2 separate regions of the Sus scrofa genome follow, and region 2 is linked to region 1. A link is a contact called in public HiChIP or PLAC-seq data. All regions are on one chromosome and are shown on one strand. The core of a region is the stretch at or near the end of the contact, and the rest is flanking DNA. Distances in the headings are between cores, read along the strand shown. Region 1 overlaps RAD51B (DNA repair protein RAD51 homolog 2). Region 2 has its middle 120 kb from the start of ZFP36L1.

Evidence for each region. HiChIP or PLAC-seq counts read pairs in DNA pulled down with a chosen protein or histone mark.
Region 2: a contact with region 1 is called in an H3K27ac HiChIP or PLAC-seq map of skeletal muscle. The contact joins two enhancer-like sites. A contact is called at or near these places in 1 of 47 Hi-C or Micro-C datasets (embryonic fibroblasts) and 2 of 2 datasets of contacts at active chromatin or transcription factors (alveolar macrophages and skeletal muscle).

What each region holds. Positions count from the first base shown.
Region 1 is chr7:92,135,579-92,141,902 of Sscrofa11.1, forward strand. All of the region lies in intron 10 of RAD51B (DNA repair protein RAD51 homolog 2), which reads left to right. Among named protein-coding and RNA genes, the nearest start is that of ZFP36L1, 360 kb to the right of the region's middle. Within about 2 kb of position 2,688, at least 1 of the 83 cell types and tissues checked has an H3K27ac peak or open chromatin away from gene starts, as enhancers often do. A contact at or near this core is called in skeletal muscle, where this site is marked.
Region 2 is chr7:92,373,921-92,380,276 of Sscrofa11.1, forward strand. No RefSeq gene overlaps it. Among named protein-coding and RNA genes, the nearest start is that of ZFP36L1, 120 kb to the right of the region's middle. Within about 2 kb of position 4,956, at least 44 of the 83 cell types and tissues checked have an H3K27ac peak or open chromatin away from gene starts, as enhancers often do. A contact at or near this core is called in skeletal muscle, where this site is marked.

The DNA.
Region 1 (6,324 bases), core at 1,438-3,937:
AGGGGGCCCTTCCTATACACACTCTTTCCCCTACATCACTGAGCTCTTAACCGTTACCCTCTACTGAGCCCCGTGTTAATATAAGATTATTCATGCACACTGCTTGGAATTAATTGCAGAACATGTCTCCACTCAACCTTCCATGGTCGTAGGAGGTAGAATGGTGTCTTCAAAGAGTGGAATGAGTCATTGCCTGGAAAGAGCTGTGTCCATCTCTGTTAAGTAATCATTAGCTACTTCCTATAGTGATGTGGCTCTGGGTGCCAGCAGAACACCTGAGGAAGAACAAGAGCCATGAGACCTGGTCCTCTGAATCTCACCATCCAGTCAGCGGACATTTTGACCCTTCTTCTCTCAGCTTCCACGTTCTGGCCTTTCAGCCAGTGTCTTTTCCATCTTCTGGTATGGCTTCAGCATTCTGCCATGTATTGTCAAAGCAGTCTCTGTGGAGTCTTGCCCACAGTAGGGACAGATCTGTGCCCACCTGTTCAAGGTCTACTCCAGGGGGGACCTGCAGGGCCAGGAAGTACAGGGGCAGAGACATCCCTTCTCTCATGGATGGTACACAATGACAGATAAGCAATAGCTACCTCTTTACGCTTTCCTTGCAAGGTCACTCTCCCCACCAAATAGTCAGTGCCATGGTTAACCTTTAAATCCTTCTAGAGTTGTCCATTCTTCTCTGAAAATATTGAGCCAGCACCCTGAGGAAGTTCATTCAATGTCTAGGGAAATGGGAAAACTCTTGGCAGTTCTGTTTTATCCCAGAGGTGCCTCCTTAAAACACAAGTTCAGGAGATCCAGTGTGGCCTCTACCCCTTCAATAACCATGCTTATACCATTCTCTTGTTTGTAGCTATTTAGACAGGATTCTTTCCAGTCCTAAGGTCCTATACTGGCCATGCATTGGCACGTTAAGCAGCTCTTTGTGACTAATCTCCATTTTCTCCTTGTGACCCCATTTTGGAATTAGCCCCACCTATTGATTGATTGATTGGCCAGACCCATGGCATGTGGAAGTTCCCAGGCTGAATCTGTGCCACAGCAGGGCCCTGAGCCACAGCAGTAACAACACCAAATCCTTGAGGTCTAGGCCACCAGGGAACTCCTAGCCTTACCTTTTTACACACCCTCTCCCCCTTTTCTCATTTAGACCTCGCTCTGAGATCCCTGTGATGGCCTCTGCTAAGAGCGTGTCAGCATTTGATCCCATTGCTTTGCAAAGGCTAGTCCTTCTCAACAGCCACCTTGTAACCTATTAAACAGCAGACACTCCTACCAAAGGCTTCATTTGTCTCTGTACATAGAGGGTCTCCTTACCTGTGGTGTTGGTCCAAAGGCCAAGTGTTTTCAAAGAAAACCCACTGAGACAAGTTGGCTGAGCAGCTGCCATAGCATCTATTAAACCACTTCTTCTCTCCCCAAAATCTAATATTTATCCTCAGTTAGGAAACAATATACATTACAGCTTAAAATCTTTTGTGTAAATCTGCCAGAGCCTGTAATATCAGTCGTCCTGTGTGCACTAACCATAGACGTGGACCCTCTTATAACTCTTCTGTTTTCAACTAGAGGAGACCATTAAATTTCCTTTGTGTTTGACGCTCCCTCTCTCCTCCTTTACTGCCTTCACATCTTTGCTGGATAGAAATGTGTGCCAAATGCTGGAAATATGAAGTCAAATAAAATCTGATTTCCTGCCTGAAAGAATCATGCAGCAGAGAAAAAACACCAAGTAGAGGGTGACAGACGTGACTATGTATAAGACGACATTGAGAGGCCGTAACAGAGGACAACATGGGCATCAATGTTCGGATGGTCAGAACTCCCAGTAGGGAAGGTGTGGTCAGCAGAGGATTCGGAGGAGGGTATAATGTTTAAGATAAGACTTGAAAGGCATATCAGGACTTGCTAGGTATATGGGGAAGGAGGCCGAGGAAGCTGTATGAACAAAGACTTCGAGGTGGGAACTGCAAGTGATCCTTCATTAGTGCTGCTGGGGAGGGTATGTGGGTGTCTATGCAATGGGGTGGGGGGTATAAAGATAAAGCAAGAAAACATAGGACAAATCACACTGGAACTTGAAGGCTCCTAGAAGCCCCACTGAGAGAGAGACTGCCAGCAAGGCTGGGACATCCAATTTGCATTTTACAAGGCTCTTTTGGGCAGGGGTTGGCCATACAGGCTTGGAGAGATTTGAAATGAGATGCAAAGAAATGAGGGCCTGACCTCAGACAGTGGCCATTGAGAGAGAGAAGCAGGAAGAGAGAAGAGATGGTGAGGAGGCAAGATCAACAGCATTTAAGCACAGAGATTGGATCTGGAAGGAGGTTCCAAGGAGGGGTCGTTTCTGATGTAAGTAAGTGAGTAGGTCATGGATTACTAAATGGTTAGTCCACAAGGACCAGCAGGCCTGGCGGGAGACAAGAGCTGGCCTTGTTCAGGACACATGACTTGCTTAGTGTGGCTGGGTCCACTCTTCCAACCCAGGCCTCCATGCCTGCCATCAGGAATTAGCTTGGAGATCAGAAGAGATTTCTTATAATTGTGCAGCATCTGGAGCCAAAGTGTTCTCTTCCCCGCTGATCCCCCACTATGGCTTCCAGCCCATCATTCCTTCTTCCCCACCCTCAGTGCTGTTTCCCTCTTTTAGAACCCTGGCATCTATAAAGAGACAGTGGTCATCAGAATGTGTGGGAAATGAGGGGAAACTATTTGCAGTCAGGTCCCTGAGCTCAGGGAGGAGAGAGCCTATGGATAGCTGTATCTCCTTCCCCAGTGAATTCTGGCAAACTTCAAGTCCAGCTGTGTGGAATTGGAATTGGTAACTGATTTGGAGAACTACCAATTTAGGCTTCAAAGTTGCTTTTTTTTTTTTTTTTTTTAAGATCGCCATCTGCAAATTGGAAATCAGGAATCCATGCCTTAGTGGGTCATTCCACTCAATGTCTACTTTGCTCTCTGTTCCACTCCCTGCCTTTCCCCTGCTCTTCTTGGTACCACAGGAAACTGACTGTGTGATCTGCATTTCTCAGGCTCCCTTCCCATTGCTTCTGCTTAGTTTGGGGCTTTGGAGGGAGGACGAAGGGCAGAAGTATGAGAGAAGCCATGTATTTCTGCCTCCCTCTCTCTGCCTCCAGTGGTATCTCAGGCTATAACACCAGTTCTTCCACCATGATCCCTTGTGCACCCAGCTCCACAAAGAGCTAGAGATGGGCAACTCTATTCTCTAGGCACAGTAACAGTACTTCTTCCTTCGGTCCTCCAACCCTAGGGATGTTGGAGGCTCCTTAATGTTGCTCTAGTCTCTAAGTTTCTTCACTATCCCCAATTTTTCCTTTCAGCTCTTCCAACACATTGTAAGTAGCACCCAACATTAAATTTTCCCTCTTAAACTACCTGGGGTGAGTCCTGTTTTCCTGATGGACCCTGATTAACACAGTCTACATAAGCTCTTCGGTTGGTACGTGGTTAATATAAGATCCCAAATAGTCTCCATGGTTCTGTTCCCCAAACGGCTCTTCTGTCTACCATGACTCCCCAGCCCTGAGAGTTGGGTTCCTGGACCAGGCTGTCTTGGAGGGCAAGTGTTTTGTACAGTGCTTCCTGAATGGCATGAGAAAAGGAGCTCTCTTGGCCCAGTCTCCTTCCTGTGGGATTTTCCAAAACTTTCCAGATGTATCTAAGCTCAGGAAACATTTTAATGGCTGAAAATAATGCCTTGTGGGGCTTGGGGGTTTGAAACCAACAGAATCTCCTCTAAAAGAGGTGTGTGTTGAAACGTTTCAGGGTCTATATATATGCATCCAGACCCTGTCCCTCTGTTGTTGAAAGCATGGCAAGCTCCCTCCCTTTAATGGGTTCACGTCATAGAAGAGGGTTGGCATTCTCTCAAGGCACTGATGTCCCAGAGCAGAGGAGCAGCCTCGAAGGTCAGAATTCTCTCCAGGAAGGACAGTATGATGAAGTGGTTAGCTCTATATTTGGATTCTAATTCAGATTCCACTGCAGACTCTGTAAGGAAAATCTATAATCTCCTTCTAAGGCCAATATTAATAGCTGTAAGATTGATCTAAATCATAATAAATCTTTTCTAAGGCCACTTTTACCGACTTAATGAATTGGGGCACCTGAGAGTCTTGTGAGGATAGGATGTAGAATACATTACTGATTTTCCTCAAACAGGCCCTGACGTTCACTGCTATATTGCCTACATTTCATTGCAAATTTTGGAAGAGACTCTGTTGGGGGATGAAGGTTATTGTTGGCCTGAAGCATCCATCAAAGAAAAGTAGAAGTTGGGGAGCTATACCCGTATGCCTTCTCATATCCTTCCATATTAGTCCAAGAAGCAGAGTAATCATTTCTAGTCTGTGGGGCGGAACCTCCAGAAAGTGCTAAGAGGCTCTTACGTGCTCCATCACTTCAGGGAAGAGCTGAAACTCCATCCTTTAGACTGACTCTGAATCCAATTCCATGTCGATCTGTCTGGGCTATGTCCAGGAAGCTCCAAGGTTCTTTAACACAGTAACCACTAACTAGGTTACTTGTGTGGTTATTTGATGACACACAGAACTTTATAGACCTTGGGGTCAGATATATGTTTTATATTGGAAGAGCAGAATTTTAATGCAAAGGAAGCAGGTGGTGTGCACTAATGTGAATGCAGTTTCCAGTGTTTTTGAAATGTCCAGCATTGTATAGTATTGTCACTTCTTCCTTCCTATAAAGTTTCTTCTATTAACCTACTAGGGAGCTGATGGGATGAATAATAGCCCCAGAAATAATATGGGAGAATTTCTCTATTAGGATACATCAAAAAGCTGGGAAGATTTTTTATTCTCTCAGCGATTAAAACTAATTCATGGATCTAGCATATAACACACATACATAAGCCCACTGTCTTTACCTCTAGCTACCTGGAGAAGAGATTCTCCACTGTGGAAAAAGATAATGATATTTTAGGATTAAGTTCCAGCTTTGTCTCTAATTAGGAATGTGATCTTGGGCAAGTGATTCTGAGTCACAGGTTCCTCTTCTATAAAATAATTGATCCAGAGGAAGAAGCAGTGTCATGCTATACCTCATTTATGATTTGGTACAATGGGAATCTTCTTGATTATCTATGATAGGGGTTAAACCATGAGATACAACCCTAGCACACGGCTCAGTTATTGCTTTGGCTGATGACTCCCTCTTGTAATATTTCTCAAGCAGTGGTCGGAAGAATGCCTCTCGGAATCAACCTGCAGAGCTTGTTAAAAATTCAGATTCTTGGGCCTTCCCAGACTAAACCAGCCACACTGGGGGCGGGCCTAGGTATCTTTATTTTTATACATTGCCAGGTGATTCTTAGGTACACCAGAGTCTAAGATCCACTGCCAACTGACAGTACATAGTGTCCTCTGTGGTGTGATTACTTTAACTCTCCTTACCCTTGGCACCCACTCTGCAGGGTCTTAACTCCAATGCTACCCCTGGCTGGATGATTTGGTCACATCTTTTCATCAGGACCATTTTCTTATTAATAGGATGCGGGGGCTGGAGTATTAATCTCTAAGGAATCCTTGGGTTCTAACAATCCATGATGGAAGTACTCTAGTGACTTGTATCAATTCCTGGACTGACCTTAACAAACCAGTTTCTTGAGTGCCTACTATGTGCTGGACATTGTGCAACTTTTACATATGTTCCATCTCTTCTTTACAGTAAGCTCTGAGAGTAGTACTGTCATTATTCACACTTGACACTTAAGGAACTAAAGCTAGGAAACGTGTAGCAACTTGTCTGAGTCCACATAGCTGATGACTGGAGCCATGGTGGAATGGGATTAAACTGGGGTCATAAACTCATAAATAATGGCCTGTGTTGCTGTGCCCCCAGACTTCCAAAGTCCTGGGGCTTGTCCAGTGTGCTGCTCATCCACCCGTCTTCCACTCTCCCAGCAGAGGAGCCTGATTTTGGTTTCCTTAGATGTTTACTTGGCCTCTTGCTTAAGCATTTGCCTTTCCTACTCAATAACAGTGAAAGGACAAAAAAAATAAAAAATAAAAAATAAAAAAAACGAGGGCTGGAAACATTTTGTTTCCTACAAAAAGAAGATTTTGCAGCCAACTCTGTGGTCGAAAGTATTTTTCCTGTGGTCTCGGGATGGGTTGGATCCCATCTCTTCTTGGCCAGTGTCTGAGAACTTAGCCCATGGCTTCCCATCAAGTCAGCACACAGGACGCTGTGTTTTGGTTTTTTTTTTTTAATGAGTGTCTAGTGATGTTGAGTGTGTGCACAGTAGACGGATAGGTCTGTTTGGTTGTATAAGAATGTGTG
Region 2 (6,356 bases), core at 3,706-6,205, 240 kb after region 1:
TGGTTAACGAACCCGACTAGCATCCATGAGGATGCAGGTTCGATCCCTGGCCTCGCTCAGTAGGTTGGGGATCCGGCGTTGCTATGAGCTGTGGTGTAGGCCGGCAGCTGTAGCTCCAATTAGACCCCTGGCCTGGGAACCTCCATATGCCGCCAGTGCAGCCCTAAAAAGACCCAAAAAAAAAAAAAAGGCAAAGAAAAAAACAAAAAAACAAAAAGAAAGAAATCTGGAAAGGAGGAGCCAGAGTCCTGGTGGGTACAGGGGCCGCCTCCCCACTTAGGGAGGTGAGGAATGGCCTGAGACGTCTGCTTCCTATGGGGTGGGTGCTGTAGGGGACAGAGGGATAAGAGGCAGGGTCTCCTCATTTCTGCCAGTGGTGCCATGGTGGCTGAGGTCTAGAAAGGCACAGACCGCGTGGAGGGCCAGCTCCTATCACACAGACCAGCCTTGCCAATCATGGTAGCAGATATGGATTCTCTCCCATAACCAGTGAGTGAAGCAGTCTTTTATGACATCGGAATCCTAGGCTAGCTCTCTTCTGGCCCTCTCCTGCCTGACCCAGCCCCAGCTCCTAAAATTGGTTTGGCCTAAAGCCATGCAGACCACTTTTACCTAAATCTAAGAAAAATGTAAATAAATAAATAAATGTAACTAGAGAAGTAATTGTGTTAGCCAAGAGTCCAATGCCAGGGTTCCCTGGTGCATCACCTGGTTAAGGACCTGGCATTGTCAGTGCTGTGGCTCAGGTCATTGCTATGGCATGGGGTTGATCCCTGGCTTGGGAACTTCTGTGTGTCATGAGTGTAGCCCAAAAAAGTCCTATACTGCATTTCAGAATCACATGTAAATCATTGTAAATATCCTGGGGTGAGGGAGAAGAAGCTGTCTCCAAAGTACGGAGTCTTTCACTTCCTATTATCTCTTTTAAACAAACCCCTGCTGCAGACTTGTGAACATCCTCATTTTGTAAGGTAAAAGCAAAAAACAAGACTGAGAAAGGTAAACTGACTTTACTGAAGTTCCATAAATGACATGGTTGGGTTTTTAACCCAGGTATGTCCATTCGACCCCAAAGTCTGTGCTATTTCTTTCTCCATCAAGCACCAGCTTAGCCATTTATGTAGAAAGAGGAACCCTAGGCCAACAACTTTACCACCCACGGCCTCAGTTTCCCATCTGTCAAATGGGTCTGATGCTGGTAGCTAACTTACCTATCTACTTCACTGTTCCGTGCCAGTGGTCACATGAGTTCATGCAGAAGAAAGGCCTTTTGAACTTGAAGGCACTGTGAATAATATGGTCTGAACCCTCATCTTGAATTTAGAAGTGATTATGGCTTTTCTACTCCCTAACCTTGGGGAGGTGCAGGGGCACAATTTCCACTGAGCCTCTCTAGTATATTTCCCACATGCCTGTTCTGATTGGCTGGTCTCCGCTGCTGGCTCTAAACCACCTCATCTGTATTTTCCTCTTCCCAGCAGTTAACATCACCACTTCCACCCTGTCCCCCAGACATGCCCCTCACTGCTGAGTTGTAAGTTTTCTACAAGGATCTCGCTTCTGGGACCCCAAAGCTGCGATCCATACGCACCTCTGTCTAGTAGTGGGATGGTCAGTGTTTAACAATCGCCTTCCCCCAGGTAGAACGGACATGAATGGTGGTTGTTGCTAATTGCATTTACAATAAGAAGTCAAGAGTAAAAACCAACAAAGATGGATTTCAGAACTTCGCCCATTTGTCAATGTCAGAAGTGACCTCTTTGCTGAATTAGATAATCGTTTTGGAATGCTGGAGGAATAGGACCTCGATTTGCTGTGTCATTCACAATGTCATTGCTACAGATACGGAACACGTTCAGGTTTCATCTGCCTTATTAGCATTTTTCTATCACTTTCTTATGTCTAGACAATCACCAAAGCCATAAATCAAGGCCCAATTTGTAGAGCGTGCCAGTTTCCATGGGGCAAGTCATCTCACCATGGCTGATTCCCAGCTACCTAATGTGATGCTGCTGAATGTGAAGCTGGGGAGAGAAGCACAGAAACACAGCCACTGTGTAGTACTCCCACCGTATTGATGTAATAGCAAATAACTCAAAAGAACAGATAATAGAAAGAGTAGTAAAGGATATGATCATTAGGATAGGATCTGTTTTTAGTATTGATTACCTGTGCTTTTAGTATCATTTCATTCAGAGTTTAAATAATTCAATTTGCCATAATGGCTGTATTGAACAAGCAGCTTGCAAAATTCCTAAAAATGTACCATCAGGAGTTCCCGTCGTGGCGCAGTGGTTAACGAATCCGACTAGGAACCATGAGGTTGCGGGTTCGATCCCTGGCCTTGCTTAGTGGGTTAAGGATCCGGTGTTGCCATGAGCTGTGGTGTAAGCCACAGAGGCGGCTCGGATTTCAAGTTGCTGTGGCTCTGGCGTAGGCCAGCGGCTCCAGCTCCGATTGGACCTCTCGCCTGGGAACCTCCATATGCTACAGGCGCGGCCCTAGAAAAGACACAAAAAAGACAAAAAAAAAAAAAATGTACCATCAGCCAAGGCAAGCCAGCTCTAGCACACCACTGTCCATTTCCTCGTCCTAATTAGCACCTACGGGCCTCACGCCGTCTGATGGCCACACCCTCTGTTAAACGGTCCACAGGAATCAAGAGAATATTCGTCGATGCTCAGCTTCTCCAAATAAGCAATGTCGACGGCTTCAGTCCAGCCGAGTGACTTAATGATCTGTTTCCTTCAATAAACTGTGATTTCTGAACTTAATTCAGATACCTGAGCATCGCTGTAAGCTGAGAGTGAGGCCCAAAGGCCTTCATGATGTAATATACTAGGTTTAAACTTGGCGAGCGGATGACATTGTGAGAAATGGATTTTCTTAGGCCGATGTTAGGAGTCTGGGGTGTTTTTTTAAGAGTTAAGCCAAGGCAAAAAATAACCCTTGCAACACATCACTTCACAGCTGGTCAGCCTGGGAGAAGCTATTCTGGGACCTCCAAGTTATGGTGCCTCCTTAAACTCCAGGCAAAGTGGAATCAGGATGTGGGGTTTCTATTCTTGTCTGTGTCGAGGACTTGCTATGAAATCTCTGGCCAGCGAGTTCCCTGGCTGGTGCCTCAGTTTACCCTCTAGTGAAATCAGGTCAACTGCCTGAGCCAAGGACATGAGACTTGAGCTTGGGGGGCGAGATGGGGGGTGAAAAAGATAAGTTGCTAGGGCTTACTGGAGGATCTGGAGGATCCATTTGAGGGGTTCTTAATCAGTGGGGAGTCTGCAAGGGGCTAAGTTTTAGATGAAAACTTCTAAGAGATGACAAGTGAGCAAGGTCTAACAGCGAGGAACAGGAAGAACAGAGAAGATAAAGGAAGAGACGAGCCTCCAAACAACATTCAGGGAAAAGGCTGTGCCAGGGGCTACAGGGACCTGTGTCTGGGTTCACTCTTCATGGGCAGAGTCCGGGCAAAGGATGAGTCAGGTACAAAAAACAAAGCGGGCAAGATGGGGTGAGTGGTGCCTGCTGATTAGGTTTGATGAGCTCATGTCTTAAGTAGAAAAGGAACGTGATCAGTTCTGCTTCTGAGCCCCGCGTGGAAGATAGCTAAGGAGTGGGCCAACCTGAAGATGGCACCATCCTGGAACACAGCCCTGAAATACTCTGTCCTGGGCCACTGTGTCAAGAACCACTCTCCCCTTCATCACATGGCACCAGAGTTCCCAGGGAACAAGGCTCTCTCCTCTGTTGAGAGCTTGAGCCGGCCCCAGAGGAAGAAGCATTAGGACTAAGCCCTGCATCTTTCTGTCCAGTTTCCCCCGTGCCTTGAACTTCTACCACCTCCCTTCCCTTGCCAGCAACCTGGAGGAGAGGAAACTCTACCCTGATTTTTTTGTTGTTGGTTTTTTTCTTTGGTTTTTTAGGGCCACACCCTCAGCATATGGAAATTCCCAGGCTAGGGATCAAATGGAAGTTGCAGCTGCCAACCTACACCACAGCCACAGCCACATGGGATCTGAGTTTTGTCTGCGACCTACACCACAGCTCACGGCAACGCCAGATCCTTAACCCACTGAGCGAGGCCAGGGATCGAACCTGCATCCTCATGGCTACTAGTCAGATTTGTTTCTGCTGAGGCCAGGGATCGAACCTGCATCCTCATGGCTACTAGTCAGATTTGTTTCTGCTGCGCCATGACGGAAACTCCCTATCCTAATTTTAACGTAGGAGCCACTGAGACTTGCATATATTAAGTGACTTCCTCCAGATCACACAAGACTCCACCCATCGCTCGGCCACCAACTTTGCATCTCATCTGCACCCACCTGTCTCCATCAATCCTAACGAGTCAGTCAGCTTTTCCCATCCCTAGGCCAGACACCTCCTCAAATAACAAACTGATTGATCTCTAGAAAAACCAAAGGCCAGTTCCAGTGGTCAAACACTGCAAGCTAGAGAGTTTCTCCCAAAAGTTCTATGGGAAGCCCAAGAATTCTGAATTCCAAAGCCAGCCAAATTTGGATTTCCTCTGTAAAGAGACCATCCGTCCCTGCAAAGAACATACCCTACCCCGTGTAGTTAGTTCCATGTTTCCTAATAACTTTTGCTTACACCACAAAATTGTCATAGATTATGGAAACACAAAAGCCTTGGAAAAGAAGAAAAAAAAAAAAAAATGTCCCGAGGCCCCTGGAAGTCATTATTCCTTCCTTTAGCAATTGCTGAGTTAAGCAGCAAAAATATGGTTTTCATCGTGCACCCCTCCCCCACCCCCCACTCTCTCTCTCTCTCTCTCTCTCTCTCTCTCTCTCACACACACACACACACACACACACACACTCAGACACACTCACATAGATGATCTGCTGGACATATGTTCACAAGAAAGCGGGCCTGTGGGGTGGGAGAAGATTCACATGTTGTGAGTCAAGAGCTTGAACATTTGAAAAGAAAAAGTGGGAGAGGGCGGGGAGTTTGCAGCCCTGGAAATGGAATATCCAGAGGATTTATTGCCTTTGAGTATCTCACGAGGCATTTTTTTTTATAAAAATCTGTAACTTATGGCTTTTTTTTTTTTTTTTTTTTTTTTTTTTTTTGTATAGGGCAGTAAACAAGAGCTCTGAAAGGGGAAGGAAGCCAGGAGAAAGCCAGCTCCATTAGTCACGCAGCTGCATATCCTGTCACAAAGGACCCCAGTTGAGTAATCGCCCAAAATATGCCTGTTATTTTTTTTTTCTGTCAGAAAAAAAATGGGGCCTGCCAAAATGTACTGTAAAAAGGAAAAAAATCTAGTCTCTCAGCCCCAGAGGGGGAAAGGAAAAGAAAGAAGAAACAGACGTGACTTCTCAGCACTTCTAACCCTTTCCCCAACTTATCTTTAAAAGAAAAAGCCCTCAGACTCTTCACAGCGATGGAGCTGGCTGGAAAAAAGCTGGCTCTTTGAGATGCTCCAGGTCTCAGAGGCCGTGCAGTTCCATGGTGCTGAGAGCTTAGAAAGAAGAGGGCCGTCGGAGAAAGAAGGAGAAGGACAGCCCCCAGCAGAGAGGAAAGAAGACAGGCCAATTGAACGAGGCCTTTGCTGGACCCAGTGAGCGAGCTCTGTCCCACAGGGAAGCTGGGCAGCCCCCTCCAGTTTCATGAGCATCGCATGGGCCCAGCCTGTGGCCGAGCACGCTTTTTCTGATGGCCTCAGCGAAACCACCATTGTCTCCAGCCTCCAACGTGCCCTAGGCTGTTTGGGCCACAGAATGGACAAGAAGAATTTGTGTGGCTGGACATCTGACTCTGGGGAAGTCTGAAGAAGAGGATCTGGAAAGGACCAGAGCTGCCTCCAGTCTCAGGAATTTCCCCGAATTGGCTTTGCAAAACCCCTCCATGCCAGGCTCCTGGTGGGGAAACTGAGGCACAGCCAACGAAGCTGTTCTGAAGCCTGGTGCAGTGGCTGCCTCTCTGCCGCACCCTCATTCCCTTGGCTCTCAGGATCAGGATGCGCAGAGCGGTCAGTCCAAACAGAGAGACTCTTGGAAAGTCGCAGCTTTCCACCTGCTCACATTCTGGTCTAGTCAGAACTGTCCACGGGGAAAGGGGTTGTCTGAACCCAGGTGATAAAAAAAAAAAAAAAAAGCAGGAGGTCTTCTCCTTAAGAAAGAGAATAGAGGCCAAAAGGGAGGAATGGGGAGTTCCCGTCGTGGCGCAGTGGTTAACGAATCCGACTAGGAACCATGAGGTTGCGGGTTCGATCCCTGCCCTTGCTCAGTGGGGTAACGATCCGGCGTTGCTGTGAGCTGTGGTGTAGGTTACAGACGCGGCTCGGATCCCGCGTTGCTGTGGCTCTGGCGTAGGCCGGTGGCTACAGC